Linked DNA regions of Sus scrofa: region 1 is linked to region 2. A link is a contact called in public Hi-C data. All regions are on one chromosome and are shown on one strand. The core of a region is the stretch at or near the end of the contact, and the rest is flanking DNA. Distances in the headings are between cores, read along the strand shown.

The links. A called contact is a pair of places that touch in the nucleus more often than the background predicts.
Region 1: a Hi-C map of omental adipose tissue shows a contact between it and region 2, with 2.1 times the contacts expected there. The contact joins the enhancer-like site here to the promoter of RASL11B in region 2. A contact is called at or near these places in 5 of 47 Hi-C or Micro-C datasets (embryonic fibroblasts, heart right ventricle, omental adipose tissue and 1 more).

The regions. Positions count from the first base shown.
Region 1 is chr8:39,832,538-39,838,275 of Sscrofa11.1, forward strand. The region is part of intron 5 of SCFD2 (sec1 family domain-containing protein 2); the gene reads right to left. Among named protein-coding and RNA genes, the nearest start is that of RASL11B, 130 kb to the left of the region's middle. Within about 2 kb of position 1,529, at least 5 of the 83 cell types and tissues checked have an H3K27ac peak or open chromatin away from gene starts, as enhancers often do. A contact at or near this core is called in omental adipose tissue, where this site is marked.
Region 2 is chr8:39,700,689-39,706,260 of Sscrofa11.1, forward strand. It overlaps RASL11B (ras-like protein family member 11B), which reads left to right and starts at 2,711. Exons shown (of 4, transcript XM_003128970.4): 1 at 2,711-3,044; 2 at 3,687-3,743; 3 at 5,087-5,163. The coding sequence starts at 2,903.

The sequences.
Region 1 (5,738 bases), core at 279-2,778, 130 kb after region 2:
TTCTCTGGAGTCCTCTTTTGCTCATGAGCCATCCTGGACTGCCCCAAATCGCTTTAATGAAATACAGCTGGATTTTGCACCCTCCCCAATATGTGGAAGATGGGAAAAATGATTCCGCTTACTCGCCTCCACGTTTTATGAGCTAAAGTGTGAAGGAACTATCAAAACCTTCTGAAACTTATTAAGCTGAATTCTGTCGCCAGTAACACATTTATAGCTTAAAAAAAAAAAGCTATGGAGGATTTTCAGTGGGGCACAGGTATTTAAAGACACAAATTACTCATTTAATTGGGAACCTCATTGCTAAGCCCCAGACAACTTAGGTTTTAAAATTTCTCTTGGGGTTTTAAGTGTATTGATCATAAAATGCTTATTTAATAGTGTCTGACTGTGTGCTCCCTGGCAGTAGAGGTAACCATCACTTGTTCCTACCCAGCTCTGAAAGCTGGGCACAATAGTCAGCATGTGTTCGTGAAAGCACAGGTACATATTCAGCATAAGTCAGAGTACAGTAGTTCCCAGCGTGGCGCAGTAGAAATGAATCCAACTAGGAACCATGAGGTTGTGGGTTCGATCCCTGGCCTTGTTCAGTGGGTTAAGGATCTGGCATTGCCATGAGCTGCGGTGTAGGTCACAGATGTGGCTCGGATCCCGTGTTGCTGTGGTGTAGGCTGGTAGCTGTAGCTCTGATTCAACCCCTAGCCTGGGAACCTCCATATGCCACAGGAGCAGCCCTAAAAAGAAAAAAAAATCAGAGTACAGTTTTAAGGATCCTTCTACTGTAGTAAAGTCATTTTGGTTATTTCCAATAAATATTTATTTCATTTGGCAGGGTGTTTAGCACCATATGTTATTAATTAGCCTTATGTTTCATCCTAAATACTAAAATAGAAGCCTTTCAAGTTACTGAGGATCCCAAATGCATTCATAATAAAATGCTAATATCATCTTTGTGACTGCGTTTGGGTGTTGATAAATTTGAGGGTGTTTTAGAGCAGTGCCTGGGGAAAAAGTTCCAGCAGAATTTTACAAAACCGTGGCAGTTTTGTTTGATTAAGAAATCACACCCCAAAGATGTCTGGAAAATTTCCTTTAAAAGATTTCGAAATGCCAGATGCACATATTTTTGCATTAAAAAAAGGCAGTTTAGGAACACAAACATCAAAAGTTTATGATTTTAGAAGACTTTAGTCTCTGTCTGGAATTCTGGGTCAGAGTTAGCAGGTTAGTGTGGAGTCAGGTTTTAACAAGTTTCTCCAAATATGTAACAGATGACACTGCAATTTCAGCTATGCTCACCCATTCTCAAACAAAGCCCTAAACACACTTGGGAATTTCCAGTCAGATCAGACAAACACCAGAGAGAGTAGGTTGGAGCTGGGCTTTTTTAAAAAATGCTGAAGCAATATCAAGGAATAATTTCTCATTCGACACTGAGTGGGCAGAAGCGACGCACAATTCCTCTCCATACCCTGCTTTTGTCCCGGCCTGACATCAGGCATCAGGGGAGGAGCACAGGCAAGCCAGCCCATTCTCGCTGCCTCCTCGGACCCAGTGGGTGTCTGAGGCTGGAGGCTGGCCGGAGCCTCCTCCCTCCTTCCACAGCTGCTCCTCTTTGCATCCTGGACGAGGTACCTCTTTTCCCTCTTCCGCTCCCTTCCTTGGGCAATTTAAAGGGGAAAAAATACAAAGTTTTCTTTCATTGCTTTTAAGGGCTACATCCTGAGCATATGGAAGTTCCCAGGCTAGGGATCGAATTGGAGCTGTAGCCACAGCAACGCAGGATCCAAGTCATGTCTGTGACCTACACACAGCTCATGGCAATGCCGGATCTGCTTTGACATCTGTGACCGACACCACAGCTCATGGCAACGCTGGATCCTTAATCCTCTGAGTGAGGCCAGGGATCTCAAACCCGCATCCTCATGGATACTGGTCAAGTTCATTACTGCTGAGCCACAACGGGAATCCCCAAAGTTTCTTAAAGCTGATGATCACATGTAAGGTTCTTCAGCTCCTTGTACCTTCCACTTTATGTACCAAGGGAAAGTTTGATGATTAGAATCCATTCTGCAATTCTGTGCCTCATAACGACTGACTCTTTGAGTTCATGATAGAAGTTAATAAGCATTTTCTCAGCAACCACCGTGTGCTGGGTACTGCAGGGGATGCAAAGAAAAGCGACACCATTCGTCATCTCAGGAATCTTAGGATACAGTTGTGGGATTATAAAAGTACCTAATTTAATTTTTAAAATTTCAAACTACAAGGTAGAATTTAGTATTAGTGATGGCAGGGGTGGGGGGGCATCTGAATCAAATGAAACTCCCAACATTTGAACATTTTTCTAGTCTAAAGAAATCAGACTTTCACACGGCTCAACACATTACTTTGTGAGAATTTAGAGCTTGATACATAATGCACTATAACTTAGCTGCAAACTTAACAACAGCTTGAAAGGATTTTAAAAAGAATGATTATGTATTATTTCCTTTCTCCCTTCATTGCTTTATTTTTTTTAAAAAACAAAGATGAGCAAACTCTATTTTCAAATGGCTATCCTTTTCTTTTTTCTTTTCTTTTTAGGGCTGCACCTGCAGCATATGGAAGTTTCCAGGCTAGGGGTCAAATCAGAGCTCCAGCTGCCAGCCTACACCACAGCCACAGCAATTCGGCATCTATGCCTCATTTCTGACCTATGCTATAGCTCACGGCAACATCGGATCCTTAACCCCCAACTGAGGCCAGGGATTGAACCCACATCCTCACAGAAACTGTGTTGGGTTCTTAACCTGCTGAGCTGCAATGGGAACTCCTGGCCATCCCTGTCGTCACAAACTTTCCTCTTCAAGAAAACACTGGCCTTTGCTCGCCTTTCCCTCTGCCCCCTCCTGGCTCCACTTAAAAAAATTTCTTTGGGAAATCTCTGGGGCACAGGTTTCTACAGAATTTCTCTTTCAACAGAGCTCATGGAAAGGTGAGCCATCTCATCCAAGGAGGGGAACCTTTCAAAATTGAGGATTGGCAACCTGCCAATATCAACAAAGCCTCTTCTTGTAAATCAGAATAATTGGTAAGTTCTTTGCTGAACCAACCCGGAGCAAGAGTATTTCTGCTCAAACTTACTGATCGCCATCTTTTTACATATTTGAACTATTCTCTGTGATTTTGGCAATTGGTAACTGAGAAGGTAGAGGCACACACCTGTTCCCATAAAAAGAGCAAACAAACAAAATGCCATGATGGAGTTCCCTCTCATCCCACCGACCAGTCAGAACAGCCAGACAGCATTTCCCCACATCCAAGGAACGGAGGCGACCACCGGGCACGTGGGGGTCTCAAAAGCCCCCACCAAAGTGCATGTATGAGAAACTGTAGGTTGAAACGGCTGCCAGGACCAGACAGTCCTACCCCTCCCTCCTCTCCTATGTCTCAGACCTCGTAGGGGTGGGAAATGAGCTTATCAGCTACAGGAGAGCAGTGGGCAAAAGCTGGGAGAGAGAATGCCTTAACTCTAAATCAAGCCTGAAGTTTTGACTATTACATGGGGTCAGACATACAAGTGACTACAATGAGACTGTATTTTTTAAGGGCGACTAGAAAAGTTATGGACCTGCCCAAACATTCATCCAAAGATAAAGAACTAGAACCCACTGAATAAATGAAAATAACACTGAAAAACAAAATAAGATTGCCTTATGATTCCATGAGCCAAGCTTATACAACGTACTAGTTGCATGATTTAGAAGGCCTGAATGACCTGGGCCTCTAGTGAAGACTTAAGTTCAGACAGTTAAGTCCAGGAGGAAACAGCTGTTGCTAATATTGAGGTTTTTCAATATCCAAAAATAAATAAATAAATAAATAAGCTTAACCTATGTAATACTTTTTTTTTTTTTTTTCGGTCTTTTTAGGGCTGCACCTGTGGCATATGGAAGTTCCCAGGCTAGGGGTCAAATTGGAGCTACAGCTTGTGGCCTATGCCACAGCTACAGCAACAGGAGATCCGAGGCATATCTGTGACCTATACCACAGCTCATGGCAACGCTGGATCCTTAACCCATGGAGCAAGCCCAGGGATTGAACCTGCATCCTTATGGATACTAGTCAGGTTCATTACTGCTGAGCCACAGTGGGAACTCCAATGTAACACTTGTTTTTATGGATTCATTTCCACTTTTCTGTACCTTAACCTTCACATACAGATTAGCCCATCTGAGGGATGGCAAATCTTCATTTCAGTAGCATTTCATGATGTCTGTGGCTGAATTACTCCGTTTCTGTACTAATTCCCTTTAGGAACACTGACCCAGAGAAGGTAAAGGAATACATTTCCTGTTACAATATAATATATTGAATACAGTATTATTTTTCGTGTGATTATTTTCCATCTCTTCCTTGACTTAGTCTTGCCACCCTATCCTCCCCCCTTTTTTTGCTAATGCAATGATGCTTTTTCTTGACTATGAAGATGTATATCACTAGTTCCTGTTGCATAAAAATAATAGCTAAAAATTATGGACCATCTACTTGTTCTAAATGCTATATCTATCTATCTATCTATCTATCTATCTATCTATCTATATATATATATATATATAAAACTTCTAATAGTTATAATAATTCTGGGGAAGAAGTAGTAGTAGCCTCACTTTACAGAAGGTGGATGGAATTGCAAAAAGGCCAAGTTAGTTGTTCCAGTTTATAAAGCCAACACATCAGGGAGCCCAGACTCTCAACCTGAGCATTCCCAATCCCTAAGTTCATTTGTTCTGGAAGATGAAAAGAGAGGGCATCACTGTAAGAATAAGGACCAGGAAACCTGATGATGCTCCCAGTTCTGCAAATGACTTATGGATTATTGGGTTAGTCCCGTCATCTCTTCTGCTGAGATAAAACCATGCTACACCCATCTATTTCTCTTAAAGGGGTGTTATGAGATGGCTGATAAAGCATACTAAGGAGAGGTGTTAATGTAAATAGTCTTTTTTTTTTTTTTTTTGTCTTTTTGCCATCTCTTGAGCCGCTCCCACAGCATATGGAGGTTCCCAGGCTAGGGGTCTAATCGGAGCTGTAGCTGCCAGCCTACGCCAGAGCCACAGCAACGAGGGATTCGAGCCCTGTCTGCAGCCTACACCACAGCTCACGGCAACGCCGGATCCTTAACCCACTGAGCAAGGCCAGGGATCGAACCCGCAACCTCGTGGTTCCTAGTCGGATTCGTTAACCACTGAGCCACGACGGGAACTCCTGTAAACAGTCTTATTAACAGTACAACTTCAGTTTTTCTTTACCCCTATTATAATTTCTTTATGGTATTATATTATATTGTATTACATTATACCATATATTATTTCAGCATTTGAAATGCTATAACTTAAGAGTTCAACTTATGGTAAAGATACTCTATAGGTGTCCCTAGTGTGTCTATTTCAAATGTAATGCACACACACAAAAAAAGGATAAACGTGTCGTGGAATGCTTAGGACAGTGACTTCAGAGGAGCTCAATAATTTCTATCATGCAAAACATTCGCTCCTTTGTTTATATAAAACTTATATAAAATTATAAATGGAATCTAGGGAGTTCCCATTGTGGCTCAGTGGGTTAAGAATGCAACTAGTATCCATGAGGATGGGGGTTTGATCTCTGGCCTTGATCAGTGGGTTAAGGATCTGGCATTGCCGTGAGCTGTGGTGTAGGTCACAGATGTGGCTTGGACCTGGCTTTGCTGCTGT
Region 2 (5,572 bases), core at 1,461-3,960:
ATTCTATGAATTTCTGAGAAGGGATAACTCTCAGTGTCATTCTCTGAGGCAGGTGGGGTGGAGGAGGGCTCTTTGCTAGATGTTTGGAATTCGAGGAGCTTTTCTCCATCCATCTCTTTCTTTTCTGTGTTCTTTAAAGCACAGCCAGATCCTTCAAGCTAAAATTAGAATACCAAATTCAGCCTTTGTGTTTCAGACAGAAAAATCATAGGCTTGGTGCAGGCTCATGGTACTGAAAATCAAGCCCCAGAAGCTAAAAGGATTCAAAGCAAAATTCCTCTTGACGACTTTTGTCAAGGGTGTGTATGTGTGTGTGTGTGTAAATGCAGTTAAGCAAAACTTTGAGACTACATCCTTATTTTACCATGTAAGCATGATAGAATTATAGGCATTTTTTGGAGGGGAGGGGTTTGAAAAGTACATGGTTACTGTCCCTATCGTCTTGTTTAATATAGTTTGATTTTATAGCAACAAAGAAACAGAGCATTTTCGCAATTTTTATGAAATTCAATTTGGAATTAAACCAATGCAGGAAAATGTAGGGTATTTTGGATACACCCTTTTCCCTTCTGACTCAAATGGCTGAATTCTCTAGAAGTCAACCTTTTCTTATGCTTATTATTAAGGTTGTATATCTTGCTAATTAAGTCACTTATCCTAGGCAATTTGAGATTACTCCCTTTTTTTTTTTTTTTTTTTTGGTCTTTTGTCAGGCTCCACCTGCTGGCATATGGAGGTTCCCAGACTAGGGGGTCTAATTGGAGCTGTAGCCACCAGCCTAGGCCACAGCCACTGCAATGCCAGATCCGAGCCAAATCTGTGACCTACCCCACAGCTCATGGCACCACCAGATCCTTAACCCACTGAGCGAGGCCAGGGATCAAACCCGCAACCTCATGGTTCCTAGTTGGATTCGTTAACCACTGAGCCAAGACGGGAACTCCGAGGTTACTCTTCTATTTCCTCCTTGGTTTTCTGCAAACACCTAAACTGTGATAGGCCAGAGAGTTCATCGCAGCGCCTAAACTGGGTCAGCATCGTAAATTTTATTAAATACCTGGTCAGTTAAGTCAAGGCTAGAAAAGAGAGTCCAAACTAAATGCCTGACCTGGGAAGAAGGGAACTGGTTTACTTTTACCCTTCAACCTTTAATGTGGGCGTGGGCACAATGCCACAGCGTTTGTTGTCATGTGCCTCTGGGATAAAAGCCGCTGGAGGAGTTCCCGTCATGGCGCAGTGGTTAACGAATCCGACTAGGAACCAGAAGGTTGCGGGTTCGGTCCCTGCCCTTGCTCAGCGGGTTAACGATCCGGCATTGTCGTGAGCTGTGGTGTAGATTGCAGACGCGGCTTGGATCCCGAGTTGCTGTGGCTCTGGCGTAGGCCGGTGGCTGCAGCTCCGATTCAACCCCTAGCCTGGGAACCTCCATATGCCGCGGGAGCGGCCCAAGAAGTAGCAAAAAGCCAAAAAAAAAAAAAAAAAGCCCCTGGAACTTTAGGGGCCCACCCAGTTAGGTGGGTGGGCAGGAGGGAGAGTAAGAGGGGGAATGGAGGGGGGGTCAGCCTGAGTGTCTGGTGACATTCTGCAGTCAGTTTCGGCTACAGAATGTTGCTTGGATGGAGAATTCAGCCCACTATTGAAGATGTCTTTGGTAAGAATGTAAGGGGCTGGAGCTCGGGATTTTATGAGCGCAAGTTGGCATCAAGTCACTTAACCAACCTTGCCATTCCTGATGGCCAGAGACTAAGTGCATACCCTTTGGAATGTCTGCTTCCCAATCCAGTCAGTACACAGAGACAGCTGGGCTGTTTCTTTCCTTTTCACAGATCTTGGAGGAGGTGTGACTGTGTGTGAGGCTGCTAGAAAGCTTGTTCCATAATTACTTCTAGATTTGCCTCTGAGTGTGCCGTACACGCACTCGACCGCACGCGTGTTCACGTGAGCTTGTCAAAGGGTGAGTGATCCGCCACCTTGCCAACAAGAGCTAGAGCAAAATGGGTGACGTTATTTTCCCCCAAAGCCACATTTCAGGGGAATGGGTAAGGGGTTTTTGTTACTGATGGCCACTGCAGTCAAATCTATAATTGGGCATGCCATCCTGGCCGCACGTACCCAAGTCAGTGCCCCCAATTAAGGAAACAGGCGCGAAGCCGGGGAGCAGGACGGGCGACCTCAAGCGCTCATACCCTAGAGGCCCCCCAGCCCCCTGGGCGCAGCTCCCCTGAGGGTGGAGGGCGCGGGGCAGAGAGGTCTGCTGGCTGCAGGGAGTAGGCGGGAGGGCTGGGCATCCAGGCGGGTGCAGATGGCTGGTAATGCTCATGGGGGGCCCCGGGCCGCGCTCTCCCGGGCGGTCAGGCAGGTAGACTGGCGGACAGGCAGCTCCCCCACGGCCGCCCCCAGTTTCCTGGAACCGAGGCGCCCCCAACTCCGAAGCCACAGCATCTGCCCTGTGCCGGCGCAGCAGGACCCCAGCCTGCGCCCAGCGCTTCTCTCCCGTCTCCGCCTTTGGCTGCGCCGCCGGCTCCAGCCCACATGCTGCCCCCCTCCCGGGCCGGCTGCCCCATTTTCCCCTCGCCTCACGAGGCCGGGCACCGGCTCCTGGCGACCCTAAGGGCGCCGCGCGCGGGGAGAGGCGCCGGGGGCGGGGCCTTGCGCAAGGCGCCCGGGGATTGGCCACGGGAGGAAAGGGGCGGAGCCGGCCCCGGACAAAACGGCGCGCGCGCAGCCGGAGTGCAGTCCCAGCCTGGAACCTGAGCCCTCCGGAGACGTATTACGCGCGGGTTCTGGTACCTTTTTATCGCGGACTCCCCTGCTCTGTCTTCCCGCCTGCTCCCTCGTAGCGCGAGCCTCTTCCCGACCCGCAGGTCCGGTCCCGCGCGGTGCAGTCCCCGCCGAAGCGGCGATGCGCCTTATTCAGAACATGTGTACCATCTCCGAGTACCCCGCCCCGGGCAGCGCAGCCGCCGCCGATTGCTGCTTAGGGGCGGCGGGCCGCCGCCTGGTCAAGATCGCCGTGGTTGGGGCCAGTGGCGTGGGCAAGACCGGTGAGTCCTCGCGCTCCGGCGAGAACCCGTTTAACTCCCCCGCTGGAGGTGGGCGGCCCCCGCTGGGAGTCGCGGTTAATCGAGGCGTGGTGGAGAGAAGGGAGCTGCCACCGGACCGCTCGCTCTCTCCTATTGACCCGCTGCCCCTCGGGAGGGACCTTAGCTATCGTCCTTTCCAACCCCTTCCTTAATCATATGAGGGAAACAAATTGATCCTGAATGGCCAGACAACCCTCTATACCACCCGCACGATCGGCATTCGAATTTTTGGGTTCTTGAGCCTCTGGCAGAGCCTGGCACAGAAAGGGGAGTTAGTGAATGTTAATCCCCTCCTGGAGATCTTTAAGGTTGGGAAAGACGTTTGTCTGCGGGAAGGCTTAGGTGGGGCTCGGCCGGGCTCAGGGGATGGGGGTTGGGACCAAATGACCCTTCCAGCTGGACAGGGCCATAACTCACGATGCCTTTAGCCCCCTCTCCGTTGTGTCTGGAAGAAGGGTCAAGGAGCTGCAGGGTAGGAATTTCATTTGGTGGCCGGCTGGCTTTCTCTGAGAATTGTTTTTTAGGCTGGGGGGTGGGGTGGAGACTAGCCTAACTTCTTGGGCCAAGGTTAACCCTCTTTGCTTTCTCTTTTCTGACCTGCAGCTCTGGTCGTCCGGTTCCTCACCAAACGATTCATTGGTGACTATGAAAGAAATGCAGGTGAGGAAATAAATTTGTTTGAGGAAAATGCTGTCAGCTTGCACCAATACTGCTGTTCCCATTTATGTGTGTGTGTGTGTGTGTGTGTGTCACTATGGGCAGGGTCCTTCAGAGTGACAGTCTGAGCCCCGGGATCCTGCCACCTCCAACTTCACTTGCCCCCTCCCATACTCCACCCCCCACCCCCATAACTGCCATCTGGCCTCATTCCATTCCAAGCCCATTCATCATTTTATCAAGTGCCTGAAAGTATTCCCCTTGGTATGTTTTAACTATAGGGACCCCAGCTGGAAGCACCCTTTGTACTCAAGAGCCTCTCCCTTCAAAACACTCCTGCAAAAGTCATAAAAAAAAAAAAAAAAAAAAAAAAGATGGCCAGCTCCTACCCCCACCCCACCCCTCGCCCTCACTGCTGGCTGCCTTTCAGAGGTGACCTTTGAAAGCAAAGGCCAAAAGAGAGCAGTTGTAAACCCAAAGTTCTCTTCTCGTCACAAAGAAAAGTAACTTGATGGTAAAATTTTAGAAGGAGAGTTCCTGAATTAATGAGAGGACAGGATTTCAATCCCTGCGATTAAGAATATCTACTGGGGAGGCTTAAGAGCTTTCTACCTATGCTCTGTTAGCAAATTGCTTAATTCCTTAGACCATATGAAGTACCTTTGGGGGATTATTTGAAATGCACTATATAAAGCATCTCAAGATAAGGCATGACAGCCCTCTGCTTTGATGTAGAGTCAGCTATGTTATGTCACACTTTTATTGCAATTGATAATGTTGGCTGTACATTGACTAACAATATTTGCCCACCAAGCCATTATATCTAATAACTAAAATATAAAATTTATGCCAAAGAGTGATCAGTACTAAAATGAAACAGAATCTCACACATGCTGAACAAGGGAATTTTTTTCAAGGAAATTCTCTAATTGTGGATACTTCATTTAAAATTAAACAACTAAGTTTCCAAAAACTTACATGCTTTGTCCTAGTTTTAATAAATCTGCTAATACGGGGTTAAAATGGCAGTTGTTTTTAAAAGACCTGAAATAAGCCCATGAAATAGAAGAACCTATAGCTTATTTTTGTGCATTGGTTTAAGTCATATTTTCTAAGTTAAAAAAAATATCCCACAGGGATTTAAAACATTGTGGTGCAGTGGGTTAAGGATCTGGTGGTGGCACTGCAGTGGGTTCCTGCTGTGGCATGGGTTTGATCCCTGGCCCAGGAACTTATCCGTGCTGCAGGAGTGGCCAAAACAGAAAAAAAGAAAGAAAAAAAAAACAGCCACAATATTTTAAAAGTTGTACAGGAAGGAAGAACATAATTTTTTTTTTCCTTCCTAGGTAATCTCTATACCAGACAAGTCCAAATAGAAGGCGAAACCCTGGCTATTCAGGTTCAAGACACTCCAGGTATTCAGGTGAGAAGCTCTGAGATATGTGACTTGGTCAGAGGTGGTCTGCTTGGCTGTGGACTTGTTCATTTGTCTTCAGGGTACCTCACGCAAAGGAGGAGAGAAACTTGGGGAGTCAGGTCTCTGCTTTTATATGCTTGTCATTTCAGTTGTATCTGGCTCATGGTCAGTCTGAGCCTGGCTCAGTTTGGGAGACTTGGCTAAGGGGCAGAAATCTTCTCTTGGGAGGATTCTCCCCAGCAAGAGAGACCAAACCAAACACACTTGGACTTGGCACCACGCCCTTACTCTGGTTAGAAAGGTCGGTTTTTACGTTTGTGTTTTTGGCAATAAAAATCAAACATCTAGGTATAGTGTCCAAACACTTGCAGTCACTTTTATATTCTGGAAAGTTACTCAATAGACAAAGAACCAT